Linked DNA regions of Mus musculus: region 2 is linked to region 1. A link is a contact called in public HiChIP or PLAC-seq data. All regions are on one chromosome and are shown on one strand. The core of a region is the stretch at or near the end of the contact, and the rest is flanking DNA. Distances in the headings are between cores, read along the strand shown. Region 1 overlaps Anapc10 (anaphase promoting complex subunit 10). Region 2 holds the start of Smarca5 (SWI/SNF related, matrix associated, actin dependent regulator of chromatin, subfamily a, member 5).

Evidence for each region. HiChIP or PLAC-seq counts read pairs in DNA pulled down with a chosen protein or histone mark.
Region 2: an H3K27ac HiChIP or PLAC-seq map of embryonic stem cells shows a contact between it and region 1, with 6 read pairs. The contact joins the promoter of Smarca5 here to the enhancer-like site in region 1. A contact is called at or near these places in 11 of 39 promoter capture datasets (the C10 cell line, the HPC-7 cell line, cranial neural crest and 8 more), 3 of 484 Hi-C or Micro-C datasets (bone marrow-derived macrophages, cumulus cells and olfactory sensory neurons), 10 of 115 datasets of contacts at active chromatin or transcription factors (acute myeloid leukemia, bone marrow-derived macrophages, cardiomyocytes and 7 more) and 3 of 9 other capture datasets (adipose tissue, embryonic stem cells and liver).

What each region holds. Positions count from the first base shown.
Region 1 is chr8:79,740,217-79,742,929 of GRCm38.p6, forward strand. All of the region lies in intron 4 of Anapc10 (anaphase promoting complex subunit 10), which reads left to right. Among named protein-coding and RNA genes, the nearest start is that of Anapc10, 30 kb to the left of the region's middle. Within about 2 kb of position 1,400, at least 3 of the 459 cell types and tissues checked have an H3K27ac peak or open chromatin away from gene starts, as enhancers often do. A contact at or near this core is called in embryonic stem cells, where this site is marked.
Region 2 is chr8:80,738,149-80,740,861 of GRCm38.p6, forward strand. Smarca5 (SWI/SNF related, matrix associated, actin dependent regulator of chromatin, subfamily a, member 5) reads right to left here and starts at 1,311. Exons shown (of 24, transcript NM_053124.2): 1 at 775-1,311. The coding sequence starts at 948.

The DNA of each region.
Region 1 (2,713 bases), core at 150-2,649:
GTGCTGGTTATGTAACCTAATCAAAGTTACTTATGGTTTACAAAATGTTTTGATGGTGTATTCATTGTAGAACAATGAAATGTATTAGCATGTGCTTTACTTAACACACTTTTCTGTGTATGTGTATGAATGTAAAGGTGTTCCTCCTCAGGTCATATCCATCTCATTTTGGAGATTATCAAGTAGGTTATGATGTTGGCTAGTAGGACCCAGAGATATTCTTGTCTCCACCTCCCCAGTGCTACAGATTATAACAAACATGGCAATGTGTGCAACCTTTTTATGTGGACTCTGGTGGGGGCGGGGGGATCCAACTAATTTTCTTGTGTTTTTACTTTAACTAAGCACTTTACCAATTCTCTAAACACTATCTGTCTGTCTGTCTGTCTGTCTGTCTATCTGTCTTTTTCTTTCTCCTTCCTTCTTTCCTCTCTCCTCATCCATCTCCTCTTGTTCTTCTCATCATACGATTTTTTTTCCTTTCTTCTGTACTGAAAACATCTTAAAGTCTACCATTTTATTGGGCCAGTGAGATGGCTCATTGGCTAAGGATGCTTGTTAACAAACTTAATGACCTGAGTTCAGTACTGGAGACCCATATGATTGGAAGGTGTCCATTGCTGTGAAGAGACATCATGACCAAGGCAACTCTTATAAAGGACAACGTTTAATTAGGGCTGGCTTACAGGTTTAGATGTTCAGTCCATTGTCATCATGGCAGGAAGCATGGCAGCATCCAGGCAGGCATGGCGCTGGAGGAGCTGAGAGTTCTCTCTCCATCTTGATCTGAAAGCACTCAGGAGAAGACTGGCTCCCACATAGTTAGGAGAAGGGTCTTATTGCCCACACCACAGTGACACACTTTATCCAACAAGACCACACCTCTTAATAGTGCCGCTCCTTGGGCCAAGCATATTCAAAACACTACAGGAGAGAGAGCTGACTGCCACATATTTTCTTCTCATCTCCCCCCAGACATACACAATAAATAAGTAAATGTAAAAAATTTACTGTCTTAGTAATTGTCAATTATAAAATAATTATTGTCCATAGTTACCATGATATACAGTAGGTCTCTTGAGCTGATCTTCCCATCTAACTGAAATTTTGTTTCCTTTTGACTAGCATCTTCTTAACCCCTATATCACTAATCTCTGGTACCTACCATTCTACTTTCTGATTTTATGTATATGTGTGCTTACATTTGTTTCTTTTGAATTTTATTTAGTATACAAACTATTAAGTTTCATTATGGTGTTTTCAAACACAGTTGGTTTTTATTAATCCTTCTCTCCCCTCTTCTATCACATTCCTTTCCTACTCCTTGTACCCTTTCACTGAAAAGGTGCACATAGGAACTTTGGGAAGGTCATGAAACACTCTGTCCTCTGGAAGGGAGAGGCTAATTAGCATTTCACAGACCTGCAGGTGGGGACACATTCTGCAGGACTGACCCTTTGCTCACCTTCAGACAAGGGAAGTCCTTGTCACCTCATTCCCTAAAGATCAATCAGTTTAAAGGGTGCACTGTTCCATGCCCCTGGAAATCATATTTAAAACTTAGCGACTGGGTACTGGTGGACACCACCTCTCCTTCAGAGTCTGGGATGACCCCAGTGCACTGGAACAATAAGTTCCTCTTGCTTTTTGCATGGATCCTGGCTCCATGCAGTTCATTCGGGGTCCCCAATAAGCTAAGGCTCCCCAGAGTCTTATATCACCTCAGTAGCATTTTGCCTGATTTCACATCATGTGTGCTCTGCAGCTCCCTTCCTGTTCCTTAATCCCTGTTGTCCCCTCCTGTGGTGTTCCCCATCCTGGTTATGTGATACCCACATATCTTCATAAGACACTTCAAGCTAGGTTCCACATGTGAGAGAAGGCAGACAGTACTTGTCAGGTCTGGATTATTTTGCTGTCTTAGTGTTACTATTGCTGCAGTAAAACACCATGACCAAGAAGGAAGCTGGGGAAGAAATAGTTTATTTGGCTTACACTTCCACAGCACTGTTTATCATGGAAGGAAGGCAGGACAGGAACTCAAACAGGGCAGGAACCTGGAGGCAGGACCTGATGCTGAAGCCATGGAAGAATGCTGCTAACTAGTTTGCTCAGCCTGCTTTCTTATAGAACCCAGAACCACCAGCCCAAGGAAGGCTCCACCCACAGTGGGCTGGGCCATTCCCCATCAACCTTTAATTAAGAAAATGCTCTACAGGGTTGCCTACAGCCTGGTCTTATGAAGACATTTTTTAAATTGAAGTTCCCTCTTCTCAGATGACTGTAGTTCATATGAAATTGACATAAACTCACTCAATATATTTTTACATCCATCAATTTTTCTGAGAATTATATTTTCCTTTGTGCCTGAATAAAATTCCATTGAATACATATACATTCTCATAATCCATTCATAATAGTGGGCATAAAGGCTGGTTCTGTTTTCTTGCTATTGTGAATAGAGCAGCAATAATTAGGGATGTTCAAGTGTCTCTGTGGTAGTTTTTATTTCACATTAGTAATATTCACATGTAGTTACTTCACCCTGATTTTTAAAAAACGATCCCATTAAAATAATACAGTCTTTGACTTACAGCTTTTCAATTTGGACTGAATTAACTAGCCCAATAGTAGATGGGCTATTATTAAATAACTTAACTAATATTAAATAACTGAATTAAAAAACAACAGGAAAAAAAGAGTAGAATGTTCT
Region 2 (2,713 bases), core at 61-2,560, 1.0 Mb after region 1:
GTTCCCAGGCAACTCAATGCCTGGGAGCATGTCCAAAGAGACCTGCCTGGCAGCTCCCCCATTTTCCACTCTCTCCCCGCTTCCTCCAGTATTGTCACCATCATCTGGCCCACTGGAGCCCCAAGAAGGTGGTTCAACAGCGAATCCTCCGAATGGCTTCAAAAGGAAGCAATGCGCAGAGCTAGAAGCCCATCATCCTTCCCCGAGGCTCCCATTCATTCAGTTCTCCATGCATACACCCGTAATTGGATGGGGATCCAGGACAGGTGCTGCGGCTGTCACGCTCGTTCCCCTCCCGGTGGAGCAGGGCCCGGGAGGGGCTTCCCCTCGTTGCACACAAGCAGCTGCGCCCCGCTTATCCCCACTGCGCACTCGGCCCTCCAGCTCTCGCCATTGTCTCTGCCCAGAACAGACAGATGCCGCCCCCGCCAGCACGGGGATGAGGCACTGGAGGCGCAAGTCCCCAGCTGCGACGCTGGGAAACGTCGCCCCTCGCCCCGGGAATCCCACTCCGGAGGGGCATCTCCCTCGCCTTCCTCAAAGTTTAGTGCAAACTAAAACCTAAATCGGGAGAAATTGAGCGAGTTCTGGGGGAGCCTGGCAATGGAGGAAACGGGTCCCCTCGGCCCCAGTAATCAGGAACATGTGTTTCGTAAGAGCGATCCGCGGTCGGGCTAGGCTAGCTACACCGAGGGGAAAAGGTAAAGGTGAAGAGCAGGAGACGCGCCGGCCGAGCATCCACCTCCCTCCCTCCCCGCGCACGGCCGCGCTCACCTCCATCTCGGTGTCCGCGGGGCCCGAGCCCGCAGCACACGGAGCCGCGGGCGCCGCGCCGCCCTCGGGGCCGCCTTTGTTGCCGCTGCTGCTCCCGCCGGCGCCCGCCGCCGAGGGCTTGGAAGGCGCGCTCTCGGGAGGCGGGGGCGGCGGAGGCTCCACCGCGGACGACATGTTCCGGCTGCGTCACCCGCCGCGGCCACGGGCAGGCGCGGCGCCGAGGGAAGCGGCTTGGGCCTGCGCGACACGGGCGTCCGGGCCGCCGGAGGAGTGAGACCTGCCCGGAAGCTCTCACGCGCGAGGGCTCCGCCACCGACCCGAGCCGGCCCAGCCGCGCCGCTCGCCTCGCCGTCCTCTTCCGCGGGACTCTGCTCCACAGGCGTTTACCTCACGGCGGGAATCACGTCGACGGGAGTGGGCGGGGCCAGCGGGGTCACGGAGGTCAGGGAAGGCGGGCTGACTCTGAGGAGGCGGAGGGCCGAGGGAAAGGGAAAGGAAAACGGAAGGTTCTCAGAGGCCTCCCGGCGCCTTCTCCTCTCCGGGAGTGGATTCTCTTCTCCAGCCAACCAGGACAGCTACCTACGCCACCCGCTCTCAACCCTCGCGAGATCGCTCGTTCCCCCTTAGAAGGCCGGCTCGCGAGGGCGCGTGCGCATGCTCCTCCTTGGCCCCGCCTCCTCCAGGCCTCTAGCGGGCTGTGGAGCCGAGTGGGCGGGGCCTCGAGGAAGCGCGTCGGCGGTGCTTTGCGCCTCCGCTCCTCCGAGTGACGCGAGCTGGGTCTTCGGCGCTCCCGTAACGGCTCGGCTCGCTGTCTTCCGCCGCGCTAGGGCTCCCTCTTGGGAACGGCGCGACTGTTAGGCAAGGAGCAAAGGCCTGGGCTGGCCTTCGTCGTCCTGCCGCCTTCGCTCACGGGCGTGACGTTAAGTGACGTTGGACGCCTGAGAAGAAAAATCACCTCAGAATTAAAAAGTCTGCGTGTTCGCTCCGTCAGTCGGCTTCGTTTAGAGAGTTCGGCGTTTGTCAAGTTCAAGTTAAGACAGAAGACGCGCTGCCCTGTTAGAATGGCAGCAGATAAAGGCAGACAAATGATGGCGAGTTTTCGCATGAAACAAATACACATTTGTCTCAAGAAGTGTTTACCAGGCGTGGTGGCGCACACCTTTAATCCCAGCACTACAGAGGCAGAGACAGGCGGATCTCTTGAGTTGAGGCCAGCCTGGTCTACAGAGCGAGTTCCAGGACAGCCAGGGCTACACCGAGGAAACAAGTGTTCGTTATTCGTGTTGCTTCTTTATCCTGCCTTAGGCTGTCATGGAGGCTACTGAATCCTACGGAATATAAACACTGTTCCATTCATCCCCCACCTACTCCCAGGCACAAAAGATCTTTATCTTAATTAATCCCATTATTTAGTCCCCACCTATGTTGAATAAAAAGTCTTTTCCAGAGTTACTTTCAAACTTCTTGGAATAGATAATATTCATATATAATTTCAAATGTTTTAACCAGTCGAATAATCGTTAACTAAAATGGAGAACCTGAAAACGCTCTCGTTTAACATACTGTAGCTCATTTGGTGAGTTGTTGGGGAGCATACATGAAATCCTGGGCTTGAGTCCTAGCACTATTTAATCTGGATGCCGTGACTCGTACCCCAAATCCCAGCACTTAGAGAAGTGTAGGCACGGTCATCCTTGGCTACTAGGCCAGCCTAGACTAAAAGACACTAAAAGTGTCTCCAAAAACTAATAGATATAAGGAGCTGGAAGAGATGGTTCAAAGGTTAAGAGCACTGGTTCAATTCCCAGCACCCGTATGTCAGCTCATAACTGTTAAGTCTAGTTCCAGGGGATTCAACCCCCTCACATATATGCATAATTAAAAATATTTTGCCGGCGGGGAGTGAGACTGGGTTATTCTCTATAGCCCTGGCTGTCCT